Linked DNA regions of Rattus norvegicus: all the other regions are linked to region 2. The links are chromatin contacts, called in public Hi-C maps. All regions are on one chromosome and are shown on one strand. Each heading gives the region's core, a stretch centred on a gene start, on an enhancer-like site or on the middle of the called end of the contact. The rest is flanking DNA. Distances are from core to core; before and after follow the strand shown.

Region 1 (2,866 bases), core at 16-2,515, 230 kb before region 2:
CCACGGCTACATAGAGACCTTGTCTCAAAAATACCAAAAGCCAAAAGAAACTCTTTCTTGATTCAAGGGGAATGTATTCCTTCAAATGCTCGTTAATGCTAAGTGGGAGAACATCACCAATCTTTCGAGAAATGCTGAACTAGCGGAAAAAACTTCGAGACCAAGTTTCAACATTCCTGTGAAGATACAGCACTGCTATGCTGGTCAGAAGCGTTAGGGGCAGACAGACCCAGCTCCTCCTCTATCCTTGTATATGTGACTCCCCACGCATAAGCTTTTGAGGTGAATGTCACCGGAGCCCAGCCCAGCCCAGGCGCGGACACATGGTCACCAAAGAGACATTTCCGTCTCCACGAGGGTTAGCGTCGAACTTCAAACTCTGAAATTACCACGATAAACACGAACCTAAGAGACAAGGTTCCTACTTAGGAAAATATTTTTCATTTCCTATAACTTTTGGAGGCAAGCAAAAACTCCCAAATCATACCGATCGGTAATCTCCCCTTCTCCTAGCAGGCATGAGGCTATCTTACAAATCACACCCTTCTTCCCTTCCCTCCCCTCCACCCAGACGAACGTAGTCCGAGATCCGCCCCACTGCGCAGATCTCTGGGTGGGTCCCGGGGAAGAGCGGATGCTTGCAGAGTTTAGGGGAGCTCCGCTGAGATCCCCGGGAGACTCGGAGTAAAACTGAAAGAGGAAAAGGGAAAGGAAGAGAAAACCCAGGCTCGCTCACTGGGGCGGAAGGCGCACAGTGGCGGGGGATTTCGGCCCAGCGCCCAGTGGTCCCAGAGGACACATGGTTGCTTGCTCCCCGCTGTCTCGGGGCCTCCTCCCGCTCTTCCTCCGAGCCAGGCACGCCGCCCGAACCCCTCCCTCACCAGACAGAGCACAAGAACTTTAAAATGGTCCCTGGGGCGCGGGGACTAGAGAGAGTTGCCCCGGGGTAGAAGGTGGGGCGCCTTGAGCGACGCGCACACCGCTGGGCGGAGAGGCACCCGGCAAAGGTGGAGGGAGAAATGGAACGCGGCCCCTTTAAGAGGCCTTCGCGGCGCTCCGGGACCGGGGGCCTCTCTTCCACCTCCCGCCCGGTGTGGGAGACCCTTCCTTGGGGAAAACTATCCCCAGACCCGCTCCCGGGAGGCTTCCCTCACGCCAGGTCCGCCGGCCCTGCCGCGGGGCGGCAGCTCCTCCTTACCCCGCTGTCTGCCGCCTCCTCCCAGCTCTCAGCGACCTCCTCATCTTCCATCTTACTCGCCGCTTTCCCTCCTCCCCCAACCCCTCCCCGCGCCTGCGCCTTGAAGCGCGCTGGGTCGCGGGCGGAGGCACGCAGGGCTTTCCTCAATGGACCACGCCCCCTCCCTCACTCAGCCCGGAAGAGGCTCCAGACTAGGCCCGCAACTAGTCTGGTCTGCCATCTTGGAAAAGGGCAAGGAAGTCAGATAGATCTCCATCTTTTTTGAGGTCAACACGCTCTCTGGTTTACTGAATGAGAGAGAGTTCAAATGACGTTACCTGCTCCAGTTCCGGAACTGTGTACTTTGGAACCATCCTTTCTTAGGGCAGGCAATGGTTGAAAAAAACTTTTTTTTTTCAAAATTTGAATCTCAAAAGAAAAAAAGTGAGTCTAAGTTTATCTAAGTTACAGGTTATGCGTTTGTTCTATAATATTCTCAAAACATTTCTATAATTCAACAAAGGATTAAAAATTGGGCTGGAGAGATGGCTCAGCAGTTAAGACTGCTCTTCCTAGAGGTCCTGACTTCAATTCCCAGCAGCCACATGGTGGCTCACAACCATCTGTAATGAGATCTGATGCATTTTCTGATGTGTCTGAGGACAGCTGCAGTGTACTCATATACGTAAAGTAAATATTTTTTTAAAAGCATATTGTTTAAAAATATCTCTCATACATAAAACATTGTATTGTTTCGATTTGATAGAGTAAAATTATCACTTTTTTTTTCTCATAAAGCAATATTCTAGGAGCTAGAGAGATGGCTCAGCCATTAAGAGCACTGGCTGCTCTTGCAGAGGACCCAGGGTCAGCTCACAACCCTCTGCTAACTTCAGCTCTGGGGGACAGAATGTCCTCATCTGGCCTCTGTAGGTACCAAGTATGCATATGGTTCACAGGCACACAGATACACAAAACATGGCCAAGGACTTTAATCCTAGCACTGGGAAGGCAGAGGTAAGTGAATTTCCATGAGTTTAGGCAAGGCCAGCCTTGTCTACATAGTGAGCTCGAAACTAGCCTAGGCTACGTAGTGAGACCCTGCCTCAAAGTAAATAAATAAAACTCTCCAAAAATTGAGAACAAACAGCGTTTCAATGACCCGACACTGCTTTGTGTCCCCTGTGACTGCGTTAAAATTTTTAGTTAGGCTTCCTAATTCTAAGGGTTGGGGTTGGGGATTTAGCTCAGTGGTAGAGCGCTTGCCTAGCAAGCGCAAGGCCCTGGGTTCGGTCCCCAGATCCGAAAAAAAGAAAAAAGAAAAAAAAATTCTAAGGGTTTTGACTGGGGGTACAGGGCTGGAGGTACCTCGCCTGTCTGTCTCACCTCTCCAATCCTTTCCCCAAACACAGAAGGCAAGAAGCAAGTGTCATGTGTTTTAATGTCAGGGACATGTTCCTTACAGTTAGCTCTATTAAAACATGCTGCAGAGTAGGGGCATAGTTTTAGGGTGCCATTAATCTTAATAAAGGAATGATTTCCTGTTGTGACATTTTGCAGTTTGTTTTCTTAGTGATTATAATTGCAACCACATGGGTAAAATGTTACTAGTTCTTCTCTCCTACTCAAGGGACCCGTTCACCAATTCTGCGTTCTATCTTGTCTTCATGTCTGTCCTCACTCTGCGCT
Region 2 (2,809 bases), core at 105-2,604:
GGTAGCCCAGGCTGACCTCGAACTCACTAGGTAATCAAAAATGACCTTGAACTTCTGATCCCCCTGATTCTACCTCTCAAGTACTGGCATTGTAGAAGTGAGCTCACTCCTGCTCCTGCCCGCAGTAAGTCACTGATCTTGGGATTACCCATGTCGCCTGCTGTCTTGTGAATGCTGTTGTGCTATGTTGTGTAGGGAGCAGTGATGTCCACACGAGTTCCTTTCAGATTCAATTGTGTGTAAGTAACACTGTCTGTATGAACTAAATCTCCATTCACACCTAGGTCTGACAACACCAGGGCCGGCATAGAACCGTCTCTACTCTGACTTTACTCAGTAGCTCAGCTCCCCAGCTCTGGGCAGTCCCCACCAGGCTTGGCTTCTGCTCTGCACAGGATCTTCAGACCCTAGCTGTAAGCCATAGTCATCCCCCAGGGCTGTCTCTAGTGATGCATGTCTGGTAAACAGACCCAATGACTCCTCTACCTGGAGACAGGAATGTCAAGGGTGGAGTGAGGTGACATTTACCTCAGACACAAGGTACTCCGGGCCTGACAAGGTTTGCCACAGCACATCTGGTCACTCTCTCCAAGATCCTGAATGAGTGCTTGGAAATGCACACTGTGCATATGTGTAAGGGTAGGATCACACGTGCACACACACACACACACACACACTCACACACACAGCCACGCAAGTGCCAGCCATTCCATGACAGAAGTTCTAGGTGGAGCTTGCCTAGATTTCTTTGCACTAGAAGATCCCTAGGAGGTAGCCTACCTTCTTGCATGAGACCTCTTATCCAGCCAGGAGGCCACTAGTGCAGTCCTCTCTCAGAACTCCCGCCCTGGGTCACATCATCCCATGATCAGGTGGCTATTAAAAACCCTGACCACCAGGGGTGTCACCAGGAAGTCTGACCACCAAGTTTGATCCCCTGAACTCACATAGTGGAAGGAAAAAATAGACTCCCCCAAGTAGTGTACTTTGATTTTTGATTTCCCTATTCTCTCTCTCTCTCTCTCTCTCTCTCTCTCTCTCTCTCTCTCTCTCTCTCTTTCACTCACACACACACACACACACACACACACACAAATAAAATAAAATAAAACTCGGTCTTCCTCATTATGCACAGTAGGCTGCAGTTCATCCTTGCTGAATTCCCCCTTCCCAGCCCTCTCCCCTGACCTTGAGCTTCAGAAAGCAGGCGCTACTCAGATCTGAAGCTAGAAGTCTTCCTTATAGGGCCGAGTCCCCGTTAGTTTGGTTTGCGGTACTTTGGTTAGCGACAACAGGTGCACGGGCACGGAGGGGGCGGGGCGCACCCCAGCCCCGCCCCCTCCGCGCTCCGCGGTTCCCCGCCCGCCGCGGTGTCGCCCGGCCTTGGCAGCTGCGGGCGCGGCGCGAGGCGATCCGGACGCGGCGGCGGGGACGACGACCCAGGAGCGAGCGGAGGTCGAGCCGCGCAGCCCCGGCCCGCGGAGACATGAGCCCGCGACCGCCCACCGCACCCCAGGCGCAGTGGCTCGGCCCCGCCACCCCGTGATGGGATCCTGCGTGTCGCGAGGTGAGGACAGGGCGGCCAGGGAAGCGGCGAGAGGCGGGAGCACCAGCTCTCAGCTCGGGAAAGCCAGGGTGGGTGTCCGCCCTTCATGGACCAGCTGCGCCCCAGAGGACACGGTGCCCCACGGGGACAGAGCTCCGGAGGGGGCGAGCAGCACGCAGAGCGGGCGGAGGTCTCCACATCCCACGCCCCACGCGGCACCCGGCAGGTGGCATGAACCAAGGTCCCGGTGCCAATGCTTTCTTCCCCGCAGCTACACGCCTCCTGCAGTGTGCCTGAGAGGGGAGGGAGGCTTCCGGTTCTTTCTGGTCCTCTTATGGGCCACTGAGCTCCAGCAAGACAGACAGACTCCCTCTCCTCAAGATGCAGGCCTTTCTAGCCCAGGATCCTTTCCCCTCTCGGGGTGCCTGTATCGTTAGCCCCAGAAGGGCCCTGGCAGGAAGGGGTCAGTAGGGATGAACAGGTTATCAAGCTCGCCCTTCCCCACTCTTCCCCACCCTCATCCCTAACTCCGTCCCCACCCCCACCCCTGCTCAGGGGACAGGAGAGGACAGAGGACAGCCGATGTTCCCAGTAACCCCTGGGCCTTTGTCTCTCACCTGGCACCTTGGTTATTCCAAGGTGATTCCAGGAAACTGGAGTGACTATCCCACATCTGTGGGGCTTGGGGGGAGCACTGTCTGTAAATGGGGGGGCATAGGATCTCTCATAAATGCTGAGGGGAAGGCTTTTGTAGTAATATTTTAGGAGAGGTTGGGGAGACAAGCCTGCAATCCCAGCACTCAGAAGGCAGAAGATCGAGAGTTCAAGGCCAGCATCCACAGCATAGAGAATCTGGGGCCAAACTGGGCTATATGAGCGCATATGTCAAAAACAAAACAAATCCCCCCAAAAGAGGTTGGGCCATTGTCCCACCTGGGACTCTTACCCGCTGTGGGAACAGGGGGCGGGGTTGGGAGTGGGAGTGTACAGAGGTCAAGTCTACTCACCCCAGCCCCAAGGTCTTGGAAGACAGCTACTGCACAGGTCACTCCGCTAATTCACCTAGGTAGAGAAGGATAACATAGCCTTAGAGTGGGCTGGGCAGACCCCGTGGGGACCTTGGTCTGGGGACTGTTGAAAAGCAACCCTCTCCATTCTCTGGACTCTGAGGGGGTTCTGCTCTCAAGTTCCTGAGGTGGGGTGGAAAGTGGTATTCAAGGAAGTGACTGGGGGTGGGGGTGGAAAGGCAAGGGGGCGGGGTCA
Region 3 (2,796 bases), core at 249-2,748, 160 kb before region 2:
AAAGAGGGTGGGCGAGCAGCAAAAGCCACCATGGAGGTCTACACTTGGAATTCCAGCACCCAAGAGGATCAGGAGTTTACCAGGCTGATCTGGAGTACATAGTGAGAGCTTGTCTCCAGAAAAGGGAAGGACCCCACATCGACGTTGGCTGTTCAGCCTCAGCTGCACGGAAATACTTCTCTGTCGTATGAGCCCCCAGTTTATGGTGCTATCAGCATTCTAATACATGTGTTAAATGTGCGGACTCTTGTCCCCCACTAGCCAGACCTGGGCAAGGCTGAATGTGAAGCCTAGAAGCCCAAAGACAATTCAGATCTAAGCGTTCCCGGCCTGTGGGGAGAGCTGTGAATATCTATGGACAATCCTGACTGGGCAGATAGTTCCCTAGCACTACAGAAGGGACCTCAACCCAGGAGCATGCGCAATGGGTTCTCTCTGGCCACAGAGTCCTGTAGGAATGACTTCCTCTTGTACTTCTGCCTTGCTACCCTGTAAGCCAGTGAGTGAAGCACCCTCTCTTGCACGGCTCCTCCCTTCCCCACCTCTGTCTGCCTCTTGTGGGTTTGTGCCCTCCCTGCCCCCCACCCCGGGTGCTATTGGCTTCACTGGCATCTCCTAGGTGCCGAGGGTGAGGTGTTGAAAACCCAGAACCCAATCTGGCTGGGTAGATAACGTGTCAGGTAACCCAGGCTTCTGAGTCTGTTTTTCCACCGACTAGCTGGATTCCGGCTTCTTCGTCTGTAGTAGCAAAGACATAAAACTGCGTATTATAGAGATAAATGTTCAGACTCCAGGGCAAGCGGCCCTCACAGAGCCTACTTAACTCATGCCTTACAAAACAGTGGCTGGCTCTCCTGGAAGATACTGTTCAAGATGCTGGTGAAGATAACAGACACCTCCCAGAGTGCCTCAGACACTCGCTCATCTTGTCCAGCTCACATGCATTTACTGCCATCTTCGGGGTTGCACAGGTCCGGGCTGGAGCATCCAGTCCCAGGGTAGGACTTCCAGCTCACCCTTGCCTCCCCAGCACCAACCAGACGCTGGGTACACCGTGGGGCTTGGTCCTTGTTGAATGACAGGAATGAACAAATCTATTAGTAGACAAATGGCTCTTTATTCAGACCTCATACAGAGTCCCTTGATACCTCAATCCAGAGGTCTCTGACTCTGGACCTGCTGAGCAGGATCGATGAGGCTGTAGTGTTGATGACAGGCGCATAATAACTAAACCCGCTGAGCTGTGCTGCCCAGTACTGTGGTAAAGAACCCTGTGAGGGTGGATAAATAAATAAAAGACCAGATACAGTGGCACACGCCTTTAATCCCAGCACTACGAGAGGCAGAGGCAGGGGAATCTTTGTGAATTCAGGGATAGCCTGATCTACAGAGTGAGTTTCAGGACCATCAAGGCTATTACATAGAGAAACTCTGTCTCGAAAGGAGGAGGAGGGGAGGGGGAGGGGGAAGGAAAGGGGGCGGGGCAAGGGGAAAGGACAGAAAGGGAAAGGAAAAAAGAAAGGAAATAATGTCCACTTTGTAGAAAAGGAAACAGAGGCGCAGAAAACTGAGGAAGCCTCTTTCCTTGAGGAGATGATCATGTTTGACAGGAAAATATGAGCTCACAGTGGTAAAGCCGAGTAAGATCCTGGGAGGAGCTGCAGACCTTGCAAAACCCCCAAAAAACCGGCCTAAATTCAGGAGCCCCTCCTCCGCCTGCGTCGCCATGGCAACATTCCTGCACATGCGCTTCGTGGACAGCGTCTAGGCCTGGCGGAAGCAGGCTCTGCAGGCAGGGCAGAAGAAGGGCGGGCTTTTAAAAGATCGTCACCCTGCTAGCGGGGACTGTGAAGGTTGGTGGTCCCGGGAATCGGAATTGAGGGAGTAGAGGCGAAGCGGGCCTCAGAAGGAGATAAGGCAGAGGGAGCTTGTGGAAATACCTTCCCAGGACAAGGATGGGCTAGTTCCCCAGAGAGCAATGAGGAAGAACAGAGCTATGGAAATTCACCTTCCGGAGGGGGATCCAGGTTCCAAAAGAAAACCAGAGAGAGATTAAGGTCACGGGGGTCGCCTTGGGATAATGGTTGCCCCTCTCTCCACTCCTACTCCCAGTATTCGGACACACCCTTACCTTGCTAACTTGCTCAACCATGGCCAGACTTCCCATGCACGGTTCGGTGATTGTCCCAGACTGGCATGAGACGGTCGAGGGCAAGGAGTACTTAGCCTGCATCCTGCGCAAGAATCGCCGGCGTGAGTTTGGTAAGCACCGACCCCCACCTCATCGCGTGCCACCGGTGTGCTCTTGACACTTCCTGGGGCGGCAGAAACAGATCTGTGGGACCTGCCCCACAGCACTTCTCACCATTGAAGTTTCCTAGGTGCCGCACCTATAACCTTTAGTCTCAGGCCACCTTTCCCAAATTTCCTTACAGCTAATTCTGCCAACAGAGCCAGGAACATGGAAACAGCCCATCCCTGCCAACAGCAACTGTCACCAGAGATGCTGTTGACTGAGTCCTCACTTAGGGTCATGCCCTCTGCTGGGCACTTTGCACAGCAACCTTGCAACAGGGTTTCGCTATGTATCCAGTACTCGTTATTGTGTATCCAGTACTTGTTATGTAGACCAGGCTAGTCTCAAACTCAAAAGATCCACCTGGCCTTTATCTTCTAAATGCTGGGATTAAAGGCATACTCCATTATTCAACTTTTTTCTCTCTACTTTCCCTCGTTCTTTCTTTTTTATTTTTGGTTTTTCTTTTTTTTTTTTTTTTTTAAGATTTATTTATTTTG

Evidence for each region. A called contact is a pair of places that touch in the nucleus more often than the background predicts.
Region 1: a Hi-C map of kidney shows a contact between it and region 2, with 5 times the contacts expected there. The contact joins the promoter of Szrd1 here to the promoter of Fam131c in region 2. A contact is called at or near these places in 4 of 12 Hi-C or Micro-C datasets (Schwann cells, frontal cortex, kidney and 1 more).
Region 3: a contact with region 2 is called in a Hi-C map of liver, with 3 times the contacts expected there. The contact joins the promoter of LOC120103024 here to the promoter of Fam131c in region 2. A contact is called at or near these places in 10 of 12 Hi-C or Micro-C datasets (the A7r5 cell line, the Rat2 cell line, Schwann cells and 6 more) and 1 of 1 datasets of contacts at active chromatin or transcription factors (oligodendrocytes).

The regions. Positions count from the first base shown.
Region 1 is chr5:158,724,983-158,727,848 of GRCr8, forward strand. It overlaps Szrd1 (SUZ RNA binding domain containing 1), which reads right to left and starts at 1,266. Exons shown (of 4, transcript NM_001114599.2): 1 at 1,199-1,266. The coding sequence starts at 1,249.
Region 2 is chr5:158,956,090-158,958,898 of GRCr8, forward strand. It overlaps Fam131c (family with sequence similarity 131, member C), which reads left to right and starts at 1,355. Exons shown (of 7, transcript XM_008764303.3): 1 at 1,355-1,567. The coding sequence starts at 1,546.
Region 3 is chr5:158,796,748-158,799,543 of GRCr8, forward strand. LOC120103024 (ciliogenesis and planar polarity effector 2-like) reads left to right here and starts at 1,499. Exons shown (of 6, transcript XM_039111335.2): 1 at 1,499-1,853. It overlaps Cplane2 (ciliogenesis and planar polarity effector complex subunit 2), which reads left to right and starts at 1,756. Exons shown (of 3, transcript NM_001109272.1): 1 at 1,756-1,853; 2 at 2,113-2,262; 3 at 2,436-2,704. The coding sequence starts at 2,151. The coding sequence ends at 2,638.